Regions from separate parts of the Zea mays genome. Here region 1 is linked to region 2. Evidence: chromatin contacts called from public Hi-C data. All regions are on one chromosome and are shown on one strand. Each heading gives the region's core, a stretch centred on a gene start, on an enhancer-like site or on the middle of the called end of the contact. The rest is flanking DNA. Distances are from core to core; before and after follow the strand shown.

Region 1 (2,907 bases), core at 291-2,790, 160 kb after region 2:
CTTCGGGTGGTGGTCTTGCACCTGGTTATCAGCTGATTTCTCCTGATTTGGGGATCCCTCCGTTCTTTTCCAACCTCCAGGTACTGTGCTGTACTTTAGCTTGATCTTTACGTTGCATGAACTTTTGTCATTATGTTCATTTGTTCTTCTCGAGCATAGAATTAAGACATAGTGTCTTCGTCAATATACACATTTTGAATTTTTTATATTTAAACGTGTAGATACAGTCGAAAACACAACTCAAAATCTATACTATACTTAAAGCACTAGTTTCAACGGTCTTCATGCGTCATCTTTTATAAATAACCCCTCACAACTATTTCAAATTAATCCGCTGCACGTCTATATATATAGATGGCCAAACGGCGTCCGACACGGGCTAGACGCACGTGGGCCAGAACTATGGCCCAGACACGTCATGCCGGCCTGCTAACTGTGTCGAGCCAACCCATTAGCCCGTCGATCCATTTAATTAAATCAACGTAAAATGTTAAAAAATGGTGCAGGAGGTGGGGTTCGAACCCATGTCCTGATGGAAGAAGGACGGGAGACACTGGGTGAAGCTGTCTAACCAGTAGAACATCATGCTAAGATATTTTTAATATTGAATATAAATTGTATATAGATATATACTTTTTTTTGTAAAATAAAAAACAATCGTGTAGGGTCGGGCCAGCACTACGGGCTGAGGCTACAGTCCAAGCACGACACGACGTTCTTGGCTCTTGCAAACATTAGGTCGTTTCTGAGACCATATTGGCGCAATGGACTACATGGTGTTTGAGGTTGCTGAATTGGAGGGAGCAACAATGATTTGTCACACTAACAACAAAATAAAAGGTTATTTATTGGTTTTAAACGTTAGTAATTGCTACGAAGTAGCATAATTTATATGGAGCGTATCCGGTTTTTATTGATGCCTGACTTTAGCAATCACTCCATATTTTGATCTATCTTTTTTGTAAGTTTGACTTCATGAGACTTATTTTAAAAACTTGAGCTTACAAATTTTGTCTTATTTGGTCCCTGTATGATGGAATTATGTTATTTTATAATCTCTGTTCATTCATCAGTCATTGTGAACTCTTTCTAATCGCTCACTTCATTAGTCGTATTGTACCAAGATATATTGCATGGAGTAAACAATAACATCAATTAGTCAAATCAAAAAAATATTATACAAAGAGCGAAGATAATCAATAAAAAATCTTAAATTTTTTTATGGATAATTTACGTGAGTATTATTGTAAGCCGTCGCAACATACATGCCCTATTGTCCTGGCATGGAATTGATATAGAGTGGACAACACGCGCGCGAAAAAAAAAAGCCACCAACGCAGCTGCTTCTCGGACACGCGCCTCGGAGAGGCTCGCGTTTGCGCAATTGCGCTGCCAGTGCCACCGGCCCCTGCCCTTCCCCAGCCGCTGGTCCCACGCGCGTCCAGCCCACGGGCACCACCGCCGCACCAGGCTTTTAGCTCTCGACGCGTCGCCGCCGACCACAGCACGGCTAGCGTGTCGATTCCTCCCGCTCTCGTCGCCGGATCCCCCCACCCGACGCGCCCACCTCTGAGTCCAATGGTGGCAGAGATCCGTTAGGGCGAGGACTGGTCCCAGCTTGGGTCGGTAAGCAACCATCGCTCACTTTCTTGGATGGATTCCGTCCAATCAAACCCAAATTCTTCTCCCTGTCCATTCGGTGTTATCTCTGGGTATGTGTGGTACTAACCCGATCTGTCCGTTCACTACTCGATTAGGGTCTCCTTCTCCAGCTTGTGAGATCGACACTGGTTGACACTGATTGTAGCACTTCGTGGCGCCTTATTGGGTCGCGGGTGCGGTTTGCGCTCTACAAATTTTGGGTTTGGTTTCGCTGAACCCTCATGACCCAAGCGAAGTCCACTCCTGGGAGGAGGGAGATGGGCCGGGCGCGATCGCCGGAACCGCTCGATTTCTTCATATGGACTGTCGAGGTTCTCTCATGTGTGCCCCCCCCCCCCCCCCCCCCCCCCCCCCCCTTCTGCTTTGCTTCTGGAAAAAATGTTATTGTTGCGGGAAGTAGTGCTCTTTATCTTGTGCATTGCTGCTAAGTAGGCTTTAGTTTGGGAGATTAGCTAGGAGATTGGGAAATCCGTGAGGCAGTGTTCTCCTTCCGTCCATCATTGGCTTGTTGTCAGGCCCCATGGGGAAGGAACCTACTGTATTGTAACATAGTTCTAAATGTTTCACCCAATCGAGTGTCAACCATTTTGAAGTGGATTTGGTGATATTGTTGGTTTACGCCTACCTTTTAAGCTGCTGTTAGAAATTTGGGAAATCAGTAATGTGATTTCTTAAAAAGGGTCTTTGGAACTTGATATTTTATATGCTGGTGCTCCTTCCGTTTTAATGTACTACTATCAGTTCTAGTGACCACTGGATATTGAGGATTCAGTTGTTCTGTGTCTTTTTCTACATGTTATTCATTAGATCATTTTTTCATCTTTTGTGGTCCCTGGATTCTTTCATTCGATGGCTTTGGAACTTGCACATTAGAGAGGCCATCATACTCTGAGTTACCCTAAATGCTAAACAGTAAATTGTCGGTGAACCGTAGTTTACCGTTTATGCCAATTAGTTTGTGTTTGAATGGAGTTAAATGGTCTAAACGGTTTTGTATAGTACCACTTAAAAAAACTAAATCCCACTCCACCTTATATATTTACAGCATTGGTTAGTTGAGTACCAATGTGGTAGTTGTAATCCTTCTGTGACTAAACAGTGAATTAAATAGCCATTTAGACTGTCTCCAACATGACACCCTAAAGGGTCCTCTACCCTATATTTAGAGAAGATCCCGTCCTCTACACGCTCCAACAGTGTCCTCTAAAGCGTTCTCTAAATATAGAGAATGCTCCTACATCCTCT
Region 2 (3,139 bases), core at 80-2,579:
GGGACAAAGTGCCCCTATGTGTTGTGTGTTTAGGTTTACCTTGCAAGGTTTAAAACTCGATTCGAATCGTCTGCTTCTCCCAGCTAATGAGACTTCTTGATCCATGCTACTGCATCGAGTAAGAAGTGAAATTAGGTTTCATGATATAAAGTGTTGCTTGCAATAAATGTTTATTACCATGTATGCTTAGAAGAATACTAACCTAGTCTAAAGAATATTCTAGAACTTGAAAGCTAAAATTTGACTCAGACTCAGCTAGTGCTTTGGCAAACCAAACCCCTCACCCAAATAGCTTCATGGTCTAGAGGTAGAGGAGTAGACTCCTCACACCGGGTAAATCTAGCTAAGTATTAGTATACTCAGTCTTGGTTGTGGCATAATTTTAGAGGTACTTCATTGAATGACATGGTTGCTGGAGTGATTTGGCCACCATCCTGCATTGGGTTGGACGGTCGAGTGAGATGCTGCCTCAGTAGGAAAGGACCAGGAAGAGTAGTGGGCCAGGCTTCACCCTACTCCTTAGTTATCATGGTTAGTTACTTGTGGCATGATTCTGCTTAGCTTACTACGAGAACCCTTAAGCATCTCCAATATTAACTTAAATCAGTGCCCTATCTTGAAATAGAAAACTCAACTCATAAAAAAAAACTCGCCTTATTTTATAAATTTTTATCAAAAGAATATATGACACACCATAAAGTACCCAAATATACTAAATATCATATTATTGCCATATCCATGTTTTGTACATTATTCTTAACCTTTTTCTGACCAACAGTTTAATTTATTTTCTAGAGTATATGATTTAAGGTTTAACTGTTGAAGCTCAAGTTATCTATAATGTACTAAACACTTTAAATTATATAGTATTTTAAACTTTGGAGCATTATTTTGATGGAGATGCTGCTATATTAATATATTATAAATAAATGTTACCGTCACCATAGAGCAAATTTTAGCTTTTAATGTTTGAAGACTAAAAAACGTACTGGATTCTTGTTATTCCGACTCGCATCCGAGATGAATGAACAATAAAAGAATTCCAGCACCTTGATCCGTCCGATCCGATGTGCGTCCACCGTCCATCCTTCCACAAAACCCCAGACAGAAGCAAAGCTCCACCACTCCGCCACGTCACGTCCGCCGGCTGCCTCTGAGATTTGCCTCCCCGATTGGTCGAATCCGCCATTTACTCGGCTCGCCACCCACCCTCTCTTGCTACCTACTAGCCACTGCACTACGCCTCCCTGTCTGTCTGTCTGTCCCTGGACCCTGGCGAGCGCATGCCACAATGCCGGCTATAAAACGAAGCCCGGAGCTCCATCCCCCAAACAAAAAAAGGGCCTTCACTTGACTCCACAGCCACAGGTACGTACAAACAATTGCTGATGCTTCCATTCCTTTTCTTTGGCTGCTGGCTCTTGCTGTTGCATTAATTAATAATGGATGCTCCTGTCCTCGATCGTGTTGTGTTGTTTTGTTTTGTTTGTTTGTTGGTGCTAGCTAGCTGCTGTGGTGAAGAGTAGCAGGTTCGGCGGCCGGGAGGGGGCAGCCAACACGACGATGGAGCGGTTCGGCCTGGACGGCGGCGGTGGCGGTGGCGAGCTGCCGCCGGGGTTCCGGTTCCACCCGACGGACGAGGAGCTCATCACCTACTACCTCCTCCGCAAGGCCGTGGACGGCAGCTTCTGCGGCCGCGCCATCGCGGAGATCGACCTGAACAAGTGCGAGCCATGGGAGCTCCCGGGTGAGTGAGCTGCTTTGCTTGCATCGACCACCCACCGATTGAATAGACATTAAGCTTGTCGTGATGTGATGTGATCTGATCTGATCAGACAAGGCGAAGATGGGGGAGAAGGAGTGGTACTTCTACAGCCTCCGCGACCGCAAGTACCCGACGGGCCTGCGCACCAACCGCGCCACGGTGGCCGGCTACTGGAAGGCCACCGGCAAGGACCGCGAGATCCGCAGCGGCCGCACCGGCGCGCTGGTGGGCATGAAGAAGACGCTCGTCTTCTACCGCGGCCGCGCCCCCAAGGGACAGAAGACGCACTGGGTCATGCACGAGTACCGCCTCGAGGGCGCCTACGCCTACCATTTCCTCCCCAGCTCCACAAGGGTACGTACCCTTTCTCTCTACAATACTCCAAATACACACAGTACAGCACTAGAGACACATTGTAATGATGACGAGAGGGCAGAAGGGAGTCTCACTCAAGCATCGCATGGCTACGCCTACGAGTAGAGTAGGACAGGAGCTAGCGGCTGCTGTATAGTGTGCACAGGGGCATCAGTTGAGTGCATGCGTGTAGCATACGTACTACTGCAGCTCTGCTGCTGCTAGCTGCTAACGTGCGTGGATATGGCATGCCCATTGCCCAGGCCCAGCGCAGCGCAGGAGAAGAAAGATAGGGCACAGGGATTCGAATCTTTTCTTGGCCAGTGGCCACGAATGCGATCGTATCAGCGAAGTGTAATAAATGCTCCATATGCTAGCACTTTCTCAAGTTCATCGATATCTCATGAATATTAAAATCTACTAGTAGTATATTGTATTAATTCCTATCTTTTCTGTCAAGCATGTGCCACTAGATTCATCAAAAATGATTTTCTCCCCCTTTTATCATGTATAAAATCTATTCAGCAAAGTACATTCATGTGCCACTAGATTCATCAATAAGGAGTATTTTTTTATTAATTGTCTGCAGTAGAAGGAAGACAGACACCTGAACTGTAGATTGTTTCTTTATTTTTTCAGGACGAGTGGGTGATCGCGAGGGTGTTCCAGAAGCCCGGCGAGGTCCCACCTGCAGCCCGCAAGCACCGCCTCGGCGCCCTTAGCAGCACTACCGGCACCGCCGCGGGCGATTCCTGCTTCTCGGACTCTACCTCGGCCTCCATCGGCGGCGCGTCGTCGTCATCCACGCCTGGCCCGCTGTTCGCGTCGGCGGCCGCCGCCGTGGCCAATGCCGGCGCCGCCGACGGCGACACCAGCTCCTACTGCGGCGGCGCTGCCAACCATGGCAACCTGGTCACCGGCCGTGAGCTCGTGCCCTGCTTCTCCACTGCCACCATTAACGGCCCCCTAGTTGCCGCCGCGCTCGGCATCGGGCAGCCGTACAACGCAGCCCCGCTGCCG

What was found. Hi-C and Micro-C count contacts between places; a contact is called where the count stands out from the background.
Region 1: a contact with region 2 is called in a Hi-C map of ear, with 1.7 times the contacts expected there. The contact joins the promoter of LOC100275340 here to the promoter of LOC103629107 in region 2. A contact is called at or near these places in 2 of 25 Hi-C or Micro-C datasets (ear and tassel).

What each region holds. Positions count from the first base shown.
Region 1 is chr6:28,140,447-28,143,353 of Zm-B73-REFERENCE-NAM-5.0, forward strand. LOC100275340 (Sterile alpha motif (SAM) domain-containing protein) reads left to right here and starts at 1,541. Exons shown (of 4, transcript NM_001149437.1): 1 at 1,541-1,626; 2 at 1,758-1,973. The coding sequence starts at 1,884.
Region 2 is chr6:27,978,799-27,981,937 of Zm-B73-REFERENCE-NAM-5.0, forward strand. LOC103629107 reads left to right here and starts at 1,330. Exons shown (of 4, transcript NM_001301482.2): 1 at 1,330-1,368; 2 at 1,504-1,747; 3 at 1,836-2,119; 4 at 2,759-3,139. The coding sequence starts at 1,564.